Linked DNA regions of Mus musculus: all the other regions are linked to region 3. The links are chromatin contacts, called in public ChIA-PET and HiChIP or PLAC-seq maps. All regions are on one chromosome and are shown on one strand. The core of a region is the stretch at or near the end of the contact, and the rest is flanking DNA. Distances in the headings are between cores, read along the strand shown.

Region 1 (2,700 bases), core at 39-2,538, 460 kb before region 3:
GCTACTGGTTTGCTGTATATTGCTTTTACTATGTTTAAGAGTGGGCCTTGAGTTCCTGATCTTTCCAAGACTTTTATTGTGAAGGGGTGTTGGAATTTTTAAATGATTTCTCAGCATCTAATGAGTTGATCATGTGGGATTTTACTTTTGTTTGTTTATATATTGGATTATGTTGATGGATTTCCATATGTTGAAGCATCCCTGCATACCTTGGATGGTCTACTTGATCATGATGGATGATCGTTTTGATATGTTCTTAGATTCTGTTTGTGAGAATTTTATTAAGTATTTTTGCATGATATTCATAAAGGAAATTGGTCTGAAGTTCTTTTTCTTTGTTGGGTCTTTTTATCATGTAGGTTGCTTCCTGTTACTTTTGTTGATAGAGTTTGGATTCTGTTCATGTGGCTATCATCTTCTAGGTTTGTTAAAAGACTACTTTCTTGCTTTTTCTAGGGCATAGTTTCCTTCCTTGTGTTGGATTCTTCCTCTATTTTTATATATTTATTGTGACAAGGATTGGTTCTTACCCAGGGGATATATCTAAATTTGGGGCAGTCATTGGTTGGCCATTCCCTCAATCTTTGCTCTGTCTTTGTCCTTGCACTTTTTAGGCAGAATTCATTTTGGTTCAAAACTTTTATGAGAAGGTTGCTGTCCTTATCTCTCTACCAAGAGTCCTGCCTGGCTACAGGAAGTGGCCACTTCAAGATCCATGATCCTTGCTGCTAGAAGTCTCAGCTAGAGTATCCTCCATAGATCCCCTGGGGCCTCCCCCCATCCAATGTCTTTGGCATGTCCTAGAGATTGTCTCCCCACCAATTTCTGTTCTCTCTCCCCTGTTCTCCCTACATATGATCTCCTCCTGCCCAGCCATGCTTCCCTCCCTATCCCTTCTTCCACCCAGTTCCTTCCTTCCATCAACTCTGATATCTATTTTCTTTCCCCTTTTGAGAAAGATTCAAATATCCTCCCTTGGGTCCTCCTTGTTATTTGGCTTCTTTGGGTCTATTGATCATAGCATGGTTATCCTGTACTTCATGGCTTATAAGCCATTTATAAGTGAGTACCTACACAAGTAGTGACACCAACTAGGGACTAAGTATTCAAATGCCTGAGACTGTGAGGGGCATTTACCCTTCAAACCAAGATATACAGTTCAATGAGTGGAAGGAAGGTTATTATGCAAGGAGTCCTGTCTTGCCCTGGTCAGCCATGGGTGAGCATGCCTCTTCCCAGGAGGTAATTTCAACAAGTGAGAGTCCTTGGGAAGTCAGGGTAGACATGGCCACCAGGCTGGAGAGGATGTTATAGTGTAGGTTATAAAAGGGCACATATGACATTGGGTATGGAAGACAGATGTTGTATTCCTGTGTTAGCTGGGAATTCTTAGTAAACTACACTGTAAGGAAATGTAATTGATTTCTTTAGTGAGCACTACAAAAGTACGAGATAAATAGTTGAGATTTAGTTGGCAAATTGAAAACACTCTTGGAAAGCAGTTTTCTCCCTCGATGTTTAATTCGCCTGAAGGGCTCTGGTACTTTTCATTTCCTTCACCAACAGTTTCTGAGAAGAGCCTTTTGATCTCAAGGAGGTATTTCTGTGTGACTCTTGAGAGTATTTGTTGTTTTCTTCTGAGAAAGAAAAGCATTACTTTCTTTGAGTAAGTAAACCAGCAAGCTGAAAGATTCCTGTGTTCAGTTTATAACTTCAACCCTCAGGTAGAGCAGGTGATGCTGTTACTTCTATAAGAAGCCCTTTGATCTTGTAAACTTTATATGCCTCAGTACAGGGGAACACCAGGGCCAAGAAGTGGGAGGGGGTGGGTTGGGGAGGGGGGGGAAGGGTATGGGGGACTTTTGGGATAGCGTTGGAAATGTAAATGAAGAAAATTCCTAATTAAAAAAAAAAAGAAGCCTGCCCTTTTAGTAAGTGCTCAGCTATGTCCTCCTGGCCTTCTGGAAATATAGCTCTAATCAAAGTTGATGTGCTGAGGGGCCACATGGGCCACATGCAACTTCAACAAGTTTTCAGTTTGTCACTAACTTTTATTTCCAAAGTTATGTAGAAAATGAATAATTACAACATAAGCAATATTCCGTACATGCACATACAACTATTTTGCATGAGTGAGATATGTATCCTTTTATATCTGAGTATGAATTGAAAATATCTAGGTAGTCAGTTTCTCCTGTACCATAAGCTGGGTTGTAACCTGTGATCCTTATGCCTCAGCCTCTTGGCTGTAGGAATTACTGCATATATACTGTCACTAACTATACAGAATTTTCATATAAAATGTTTGACTGTGCAACTGGCTGTAAAGAAGATACAAAACACCCATTAGATTATCCGAGAAGTCTTCAAAACTTGAATACACAGAGTAAGCAAGGAACAATGCAGTAACAAATAGAATTTGGGAGATTGATGGCTGCAGAGCAAGGATTTGCTTCCCACTTTCTAGTTCCTAGCAATGAAGTTTGCAGTCAGGGAAAGGATGAAGAACTCTATTTTTCACACAATTGCTTAGGGACCCATGCTAATAGAAGACTCATGATTCCACAATGTACTCTCTGGGTCAGGGTTTGGGTTGGGGAAAAGACAGCATCGTCATCTCCTAGAAGGAGCAATTACTCGAGGATCTAGTCCATTGACAACAACAACAATAACAAAACCAAATAGCCTTATGATATAGAC
Region 2 (2,733 bases), core at 161-2,660, 340 kb before region 3:
TCTCCAGCCTTATCTCCTGTGAGCACCTCTGTACCACAGCAGGAGAACTTACAGATCAGAGCTTCAAATCTTCACGTATTTCCCCACCTTCTCTTTGCTTTCCTAGGAGCCGCTACACCCTGTAGTGCTGCTTGTGTACTGGCAGGATCTATGGATCATCACTCACACTGTAACCAGAGAGAGGAACATCTTATCATTATTCACAGTCCTTCCCTGTACTCTCTGACTTATCTGCTTCTTGCTGTGAAAGATAAAGCTCTCCCATAAATGTTGCTTCAAGATTCATAGTCCCCACCACATTTACAACACTGATTTTCTACCTTTAAAAAGTGCATCTATATCTTCCAGCAGATAAAAGCAGTTTGAAGGCGGAATTTTAACCCTTTAATCACAGTGTCTATCATAAGCTAAGCCCAAGGGGAAGCTGAACTACAGTGTGTACAATTAGCAAAATACGATGCTTTGTCCAAAATCCATCCATTCATTCATGTTTGCACGTATATCCATGTATACCCATCGGAAATTCCATGTCCCATATCTTTGCATAAACATTAGTAATTTGAAAGCTGCTTACAAAGTTGTGAATTTTAATTACTTTCTGTATTTTTAGGTTGATTTAACTACAGAGGAGAAAATAGAACTAAATTGTCTACATTGATCAGGCCTCTGAGAAGGTAATAGGTTTCATTTTTACTTCAGTAGTCTTAGTGTCCTTCAGCTACTCATCCATCCTGTGGATAGCTTTTATGTATGTATGTATGTATGTGTGTATGTATGTATGTATGTATGTATGTATGTATGTGTGTGTGTGTGTGTATGTATGTATGTATGTATTATTTACTTATTTATTCACTCATTTATTTAATTATTTCTGTATAATACTCCAAAAAGCTACAGCCCCAAAGCACTTCTGGTGCTAGACTGTGCAATGTGTTCATTGTATCTCAAATCATTGTCAAAGCAAACATGGGGTCTTTGTAGCACAAAATGACTTCTGTAGAGCTTCCCACTTCTCCCTGACTCACTCTACTTCAGAGTCAAGAAGGTGAGTTTGGATGAGAAACAATGTGAGTAGCAATCCTTGGAGTGTTTTCCTGTATAACCTGTGGCTCCTAACAAAGTCAGAAGATGGGGAAGAATGCAGGAGCTAAGAAAACAGTAGCACAAAGGTACTCACAGGAACTAAGGCTAGACAGGCACTTGGGTGGGAATTGCATGAATTTTCTTATAAATTGCCTTTAATTTTTAAGCAGGGCAACCTCAACATGCACAGAAATACTTATTTGAGCCTCCTTCTGTATTTTGGAAATCCACGAGCCTCGATGATTGCAGCTTCTACCCAAAGAGGGAAGGCCTATGATGCTGTGGGTGGAAAGGAAGTGGGGGGCAGACTCCAGGTACCTCACTCTTTTACTCATCTCCTTGTCAGGTTATGACAATTTCGTGCTTCTGCAAATCCACCTGCCAAACAATTCCAGGAACCAGAGATTTGTCAGCGAGCCACAAGCACAGAATTCTTACTTCTGGGCTCAAGAGGCTGCCTCTCAGCACAGACAAGGTTTGCAGAGTGTGATGAGAGCCACTGTGGGCTGGATGAGCAGAGTGTGGTGATAAAGAGGAAATAGGACTTAATAGTAGACCTCAGTGTCATTGTGAAGTCAATCACCACCTGCTGCACATAATTTACTCCCCTTTTGGTGGCTACAGGAAGTTCCTGGAATTGGCGTGCAATAAGGACAGAACCCACCCCTGAGTGAGTAAGACAGTCAGGCATTCAGCTGGCTGTAGAGGCAAACAGGCCAGGACTGAACAGAGGTTTCAGCCCAGTACATTTCTATTCGTTTTTCTCTCCAAGAACTACAGCAGGGGGAAGATTCATTTTCAGGTGCGAAAACATTTTCGCACCCTCTTACATGGTGAAAAGCTGCTGTCTGTTTTTGCCTTTCATTTTCTGTCCCCCTAAACTCAACTTCAGACCAGCCCATAAAACAGGCAGAAAATTCCATTGCTTAATTTTGTTAGTGATGACTTTGTTTTCAGACATGACGGGCACATTTTGAGTTTTGTTGCTATTTTATTTCCATAAAAGAAATAGTTTTCCATGACAGATACTCAGTTCCTCCTTAGGCAAAATGCTAGAAGATAAAAAGAAAGAAGGAAAATTGTGTTTCCTACTCTGTTTTGCCTTTGTTCTTGATATTAGTGTTCAAATCTAAAGGCTACAGAGGAAGAAAACTGCAAAATGAATGTTTAATGATGTCTATGTATGTGAATGCATACATAAAGGAAATTCATATTATATGTTATAAGTCTAAAAGATAAATATAGAGAATATATCAAATACATGTTATACAAAATAATGTTCCTAGAATATAGAAAATAATATTTCATGTGCATTGAGTAATATATATATTATTTGGCCCTCACAGAGCAAGTCAATAATATACTAATTATTTCAATACATTTTAATGTTTCTAATTTTTGATTCATGAACCTAGGACATGCATCTTTCTTTCTCACAGTAGTCTAGAAAATGACCCAGAAAAAAAAATTCCTCCAAAGCCTGCTTTCAAGACCCGCTACTTTAGATATAAGTATTTCATGCCACTGCCTTGAGAGCTAATGAGAAAAGTCAACCTAAACCTATTTCAAAAGCAGGATCTTTACCCAAAGAGTATCAAATATTTTGGGAAGATATTACTGAAATTATTGGATATTATTATTTGCCTGTGA
Region 3 (2,846 bases), core at 226-2,725:
TGCAGTGACCCACAGCCAAACGTTAAGTGGAACTTGGGGAATCCTATGGAAGAGAGTGAGGATGGATTGAAGATGCCCAGAGGGGTCATGGTCACATTGAGAAATACTACGGAATCAACTAACCTGGGCACATAGGTTTTCATATAGACTAAACTTTCAACCAGAAATCATGCACAAGACAAGCCTAGACCCTCTGCACATATGTAACAGTTGTGCAGCTGGGTCTTCATGTGGGACTCCTAAAACCGAAGCCAGGGCTGTCTCTGACTACATTGCCTGCCTTTGGAAGCCTTTCTGCTAACTGGGCTGCCTTTTCTAGTCTCGAGAGAAGAAGATGTGCCTAGTCTTACTGCAGCTTGATATGTCAAGGCTGGTTGATATCCAAGGGAGGCCTCCCCTTTTCTGTGGAGAAATGGAAGAATGTTAGAGAAGGTTGGAGGGAAGGGAGAAAGAGGGATTGGGAGCAAAGGATGGGGGGGGGGGCGCTGCAGTCAGAATTTAGGATAAATAAATAACTTAATCAATTCTTAAAATGATTTAAGAAAAGGATCCACAGAACCTACTTAGTTCAGCTCTTGTGCTCATGAGTGTATAACTGCCCACTAGAGCTTGAGCAACCTACCATGGGACACACTTTTAAAGAAAACTAACTCTTAATCGCCTGGTATTTGTCAACCTGCCAGGAGGGCCTCAGCTAGGGATGTGGCCTCTTGAACACCTGCTCTGTCCATATTGGAATGTGGATTGGTGTGATCTCATGCCAGTCTTGTGTCACAACCATAGCTTCTGTGAAATTATGAACACAAAGATCCTATTATTTTTATAATAGATAATTTCACTGTATTTCTCTTTGGCTCCTGCCTCTTCTGATCTTTCCTTCTCTCCTCCATGGTGTTCCCTGAGTTCTTGAGGGGAGTGTTTCATGGCTGGTACTATAAATCTGACCACGAACCCGTGCCAGGGAGGTCTTAGAGCATAGGGGAAAACACAGGACTATTGTTTGTTTAAAAGACAGAGTATCAAACTGTCTTCTAGACATTTGTCCTTATACCCATAGAATAGTGCAGCCTTGCCTCTCATTAGAGAAGCTCTTTTCTCACTTCTCTCTCAGAGAGCAGAGAACTGGGCGTGACCATTGAGGGTTCAGCCCTAAGTGGGACAACTCTATCCTAGCATCATTATTCCTAAAACAAGAGCATCCCCAACCAACTGAGGAGCATCGTAAGTGTGGATTTTGGCCTTGTGATCCTGTTACATTGGACCCTGAGATCATCTGAAGCATCACTTGAAGTCTACCACCTTGCTCAAAAGTAAGCAGTTAAGTTCAGGAGCTTCAGGGAATACCAAGATGCAGGAAAAAAAAAAGTCACACTCTACCTCTCCGTTTTCTCTACCTCTGCTTACAGCAGCAATCCTTTTGCTCAGACTTCCTGTTTCTGGCACTTGCCTTCTTCTGTGATGTTCATAGTTCCCTGTCTGTGGTTTAGCAGGCACAGAGCTGGTTTGGGTCTCCCTCTCTCTCATTCACTTGCACATACAAGCGTGCTTCTTCTCTATTCTTTCTCTCTCTCTCTCTCTCTCTCTCTCTCTCTCTCTCTCTCTCTCAGAATGATGGCTCTGGGTAGAGCTTTCGCTATAGTTTTCTGCTTAATTCAAGCTGTTTCTGGAGAAAGTGGAAATGCCCAGGATGGTGAGTCATTTCTAACTCCTTTTTTAAAGGATTTCAGATTACCTGTAGCATATATGATCAAGTTACACAGTTCTCTAACAGGGCAAGCAAGAATTTAGCACTAATTAGGTTGTTTTGTGGGTATTAATCACCAGGACAGAGGGAATGATGACAATACTGCAAATGGCTTGTAACTCTCAAGAACTGTCAAGAAGCATTGAGTTTCATTCAAATTCTGGCTCATAAATGTGGATGTATGCTGGTAATTTCAAAAAAGAAACCTCATATCAGTTCTTTGTTGGAGCTTTTTGGATGATCGCTTCCAAAACTGTATTAGACTGAAAAATCAAGCCATTGTTGTTTTGACTGTTTATGGAGTTCTAAAACCCTAGATACCCATGATAAATTAATGGCCAGAAACGAGAGGTTTGTGTATTCACCAAAACTGTATTTCTAGTGTCTAGAGTTTAGAAGTTACTCTATAATGTATTTCTTCAACATACTTTAGCTTTGGCAGATTCATGTTAGATTGCTGATGAATAATTCAGTAGTATGCTAAGGAAGGTGTCTTCTTTGAAATACACAGGGTTGCTTTTATATTCAGAGAATCCATTATATGGTCATCATAATTCTCCTCAGAATCCATAAAATACTTAGACCTTGACTTCTTAAAAATAGGCATTTTAATTACAGGACTGTACTCAAACGTCTCTGGCAGACACAGCAGCTACATGGAATGTGAATCTCCAATTTGTTTCTACAAATTAATTAAACTGTTTTCATACACACACACACACACACACACACACACACCATTAAAAGGGGAATGTGTGTGTGTGTGTCTTTGTGTATGTGCGTGTGTGTGTGTGTGTGTGTGTGTGTGTGTGTGCATCCTGCCTCTGGTTCCTGAGTGCTAGGATTAAAGGCAGACACCACCATGGCTGGCCTATATGTGCATTCCTAAACTGGGTGCAGTAGTACATCCCTGTAGTCCTGAAGCCTAAGAGGCTGAGACAGAAAAATCATCTTTGTTCCAGACCAGTTAAAGCTACATTGCATAAGCTTGTATCAAATACATCTGTATTTTCTTTATGCACAGTATCAATACACATCAGCCTAGCTCTGTAGTTTAGCTCTTCAGTCAAATGCCTTTAGTTGTGCATCCTAAGCTTAGATA
Region 4 (2,799 bases), core at 229-2,728, 510 kb before region 3:
TTATATTTGGGATTCTTTGTTGATCTCTTCTTCTTGACTTTTTGTATTTATTCTTTGGAACAGTACTGGAAAACAACTACAGCCTTCCATATGCCAGGCAAGCACTCTACCAGCTGAGCTATAGTCTACTTATAAAATTGATATTTTGAGATAAGATCTCATCTAGTGGTTTTGAACTGACTAGGTAACCTAGGATCCCCTTGTATTTATCTCAGCCTCCCAAATACTTAAAATAGCTACTATTGTGGGAATGGGCCACCCTGATTAACTCTCTTCATTTCTAAAGGATAAAAGAAGACTTTTAAAATGACTTTTTGTCACAAGTAGATTGGTATAATGAAAATTTCTTCCATTTTTTCTGGAAGCTTCTGTACTTGGCACCAGGTTGTTTTTCTTCACCGAGGAACACCAAAGCTTGTATTCATCTACAAGGGTTTGAAAAATATTCCTGAAGCTGGAGGCTTGATTATTTATGAGTGGTAATGTTCTCCTAAAGTTGATACCTGTTTTAATATTGACCTCAATAGAGAGACCAATGGTTTAGAGTCAAATGTTAGATGGCTTTTGTAGCCTCCCACAAGCCTGAAGCAGGCTGAGCCAGACCTTGACTTTGCTTACCACTAAGGAGATCACCTAGGGTGGAGCCTGCCTCCCTGGATCACTCTATTGTTCTGTCACTGCTGCTCCCTGCTGGGAGTTGGCCTAGCTGTTCTGGAGTCTACATCAGATCCTACATGTGGTCACCTGCAGCTGGGCTCCAAGGATGATTTGGCGGGAATGGGCTTTCCCCTCTCCTTTATAAAGCATGTCCCCCATTAAAAATTTGAACCTTGAACAGACTAGATTGTCTTGGTTCCGTTATTTCTCAACTCACCTAGATTCCCTCTTTTCTTTCAGCTCCAGGCTGCCTTCCAGGCTCCAACCTTGACGTGAGAGCAACAGGCTGGCCCCAACAGGATTTGAAAGGAATTTTTAATTAGTTGTGAAGATGGCCACATCACAAATGCAGTCTGGGAATGCTCCATTATCACAGAGCTAATGTGCCCTGATTAATTGTTTTATAAAAACAAGTGTAAATAAGATGCCAGTCCACAAAGGAAACGCTGACATATAGACTCTATGTGCCCCACAGAAATCATATCCTTGGTTCTGTCTAAGACTTTCTTTTCTCTCCATTTACAGCTAATTGGGCATGAGTTGAGTCATTCTTGTTTGTTATATGAAAATCTGATGCTGGTCTAGTACACCGTGCATGACACACATCAGATTTAACAGAAAAATTACTTAATCCTGTCACATCTGAAACCCTTTGTTGGTTTCCTAGCCTAAGGTCAACATAACATATTACTCTGCTTGGACATGTGTAAACGGCTTTTTCCTAAAGGAGCTCACAGTTGCTTGAAACCTAGTGTTCCTTTTTATCCAAAATGGATCCCTGCTATACCTCACCTCTCAACTGATCAGATGACTTCCAGAAGGGAAAACAACAACAATTACAATGCCAAGTGGCTACAGACATAAATGACAAATGAGGCTTTGGCACTTACAACATTCATCCCAACAAATGCCAGACATGGGAGCACAGTCATCTCAAATTGATCTTCCAGGAGCTATGGCAGGTCTGTGTGCAACAGCACGGACTAGCAGGTCAAACATTGAGCTTTAAGTCCTGTTTTCACTTCTTAAGAGTTGGTTGATCTCAAGTATGTCATTAGGTAATCTCAAACTTGCCTCACACTTTAAAACCACATCCTTGTTTTTCTTAACACAGTTGTAAAGAGCAAAAAAGAATAGTACTTATTATTTTCTGGTTTTAGTAGAGTATCTGACACATAGCAGGTGATTATTACACAAACAGTTACATTGGTTCTTAAGTATTATGCCTTGATGGTCCTTAGGAAACAAAAGACATCCAGCTACATCACTGTACTGCCAATCAGGGATTTCTTCTCACATGCACCACATACTTGCTTTGGAGTCTGATTACAGAAATTGCCTTTTGAAAGAATTTCTGTTGCCCATAAAGTTTATTACACTACAACTTTTACCTTGATTCATGTTCAGTAAAAATAAGTGGGGATTATCTTAATCTTAAATTCAGATAGTTATAAGTTTATTGCTATGGAAGAACATTCAAACACTAATGGTTCATCTACCTTATTTTATTTACCCACTGATTGGAATGTTATGAAAAATTGTTTTCTGAAAGCATAAATATATTAATAATAAACACATTAAGCATAAAGCATTAACTTAATATCATAAAGTATCATGAAGCCTGGTGGTGCGGCTCAGGGGTAGAGTACTTGCCTAGCTAGCATATTTGAGATTTGGATTCCATCCCCATATGGTAAAACCTACTAAGTACCCATATCCCACAGTTCTGTGTGACTATGTCATATTACTTATGTTAATGTGAACTAACATTAATGTGTCCCTAAATGTTGGACATGTAATGATTTTCTTCTTAATCTAGGTGTATTTTCAAGTACAAAAAAGATATTAAAGATTTTAAGATATTTGGGATGCACTCCCTGAATCTCTGACAGAGCTCATTAGTTTCTTTTTTTTTTTTTTAATTTCATTTCATTTTTAATTCATTTTTTACACTCCATATTCCATTCCCTGTCCCTCCCCTCCCACCTTCCAACTGCTTTACATCCCACACCTCATCCCCATCACACCCTGTCTCCACATGGATGCCTCCACCCTCCACCCCATCTGACTTCTAAACTCCCTGGGCCCTCCAGTCTCTTGAGGGTTAGGTGCATCATCTCTGAATGAACACAGACCTGGAAG

Evidence for each region. ChIA-PET counts read pairs in DNA pulled down with a chosen protein or histone mark. HiChIP or PLAC-seq counts read pairs in DNA pulled down with a chosen protein or histone mark.
Region 1: a contact with region 3 is called in an H3K27ac HiChIP or PLAC-seq map of regulatory T cells, with 9 times the contacts expected there. The contact joins the enhancer-like site here to the promoter of Il7r in region 3. A contact is called at or near these places in 5 of 39 promoter capture datasets (the C10 cell line, embryonic stem cells, hippocampal neurons and 1 more) and 2 of 115 datasets of contacts at active chromatin or transcription factors (large pre-B cells and regulatory T cells).
Region 2: a contact with region 3 is called in a BATF HiChIP or PLAC-seq map of CD8 T cells, with 19 read pairs. The contact joins the enhancer-like site here to the promoter of Il7r in region 3. A contact is called at or near these places in 3 of 39 promoter capture datasets (neutrophils, pre-B cells and stem cell-derived epiblast-like cells), 6 of 115 datasets of contacts at active chromatin or transcription factors (CD8 T cells, the SCID.adh cell line, Th17 cells and 3 more) and 1 of 9 other capture datasets (macrophages).
Region 4: an RNA polymerase II ChIA-PET map of memory CD8 T cells shows a contact between it and region 3, with 32 read pairs. The contact joins the enhancer-like site here to the promoter of Il7r in region 3. A contact is called at or near these places in 3 of 39 promoter capture datasets (the C10 cell line, embryonic stem cells and hippocampal neurons), 5 of 115 datasets of contacts at active chromatin or transcription factors (bone marrow-derived macrophages, large pre-B cells, memory CD8 T cells and 1 more) and 1 of 9 other capture datasets (adipose tissue).

Annotation. Positions count from the first base shown.
Region 1 is chr15:9,983,924-9,986,623 of GRCm38.p6, reverse strand. No RefSeq gene overlaps it. Among named protein-coding and RNA genes, the nearest start is that of Prlr, 190 kb to the left of the region's middle. Within about 2 kb of position 1,288, at least 1 of the 459 cell types and tissues checked has an H3K27ac peak or open chromatin away from gene starts, as enhancers often do. A contact at or near this core is called in regulatory T cells, where this site is marked.
Region 2 is chr15:9,869,233-9,871,965 of GRCm38.p6, reverse strand. No RefSeq gene overlaps it. Among named protein-coding and RNA genes, the nearest start is that of Spef2, 120 kb to the right of the region's middle. Within about 2 kb of position 1,410, at least 24 of the 459 cell types and tissues checked have an H3K27ac peak or open chromatin away from gene starts, as enhancers often do. A contact at or near this core is called in CD8 T cells, Th17 cells and pro-B cells, where this site is marked.
Region 3 is chr15:9,528,505-9,531,350 of GRCm38.p6, reverse strand. Il7r (interleukin 7 receptor) reads left to right here and starts at 1,475. Exons shown (of 8, transcript NM_008372.4): 1 at 1,475-1,690. The coding sequence starts at 1,609.
Region 4 is chr15:10,034,675-10,037,473 of GRCm38.p6, reverse strand. No RefSeq gene overlaps it. Among named protein-coding and RNA genes, the nearest start is that of Prlr, 140 kb to the left of the region's middle. Within about 2 kb of position 1,478, at least 16 of the 459 cell types and tissues checked have an H3K27ac peak or open chromatin away from gene starts, as enhancers often do. A contact at or near this core is called in memory CD8 T cells, where this site is marked.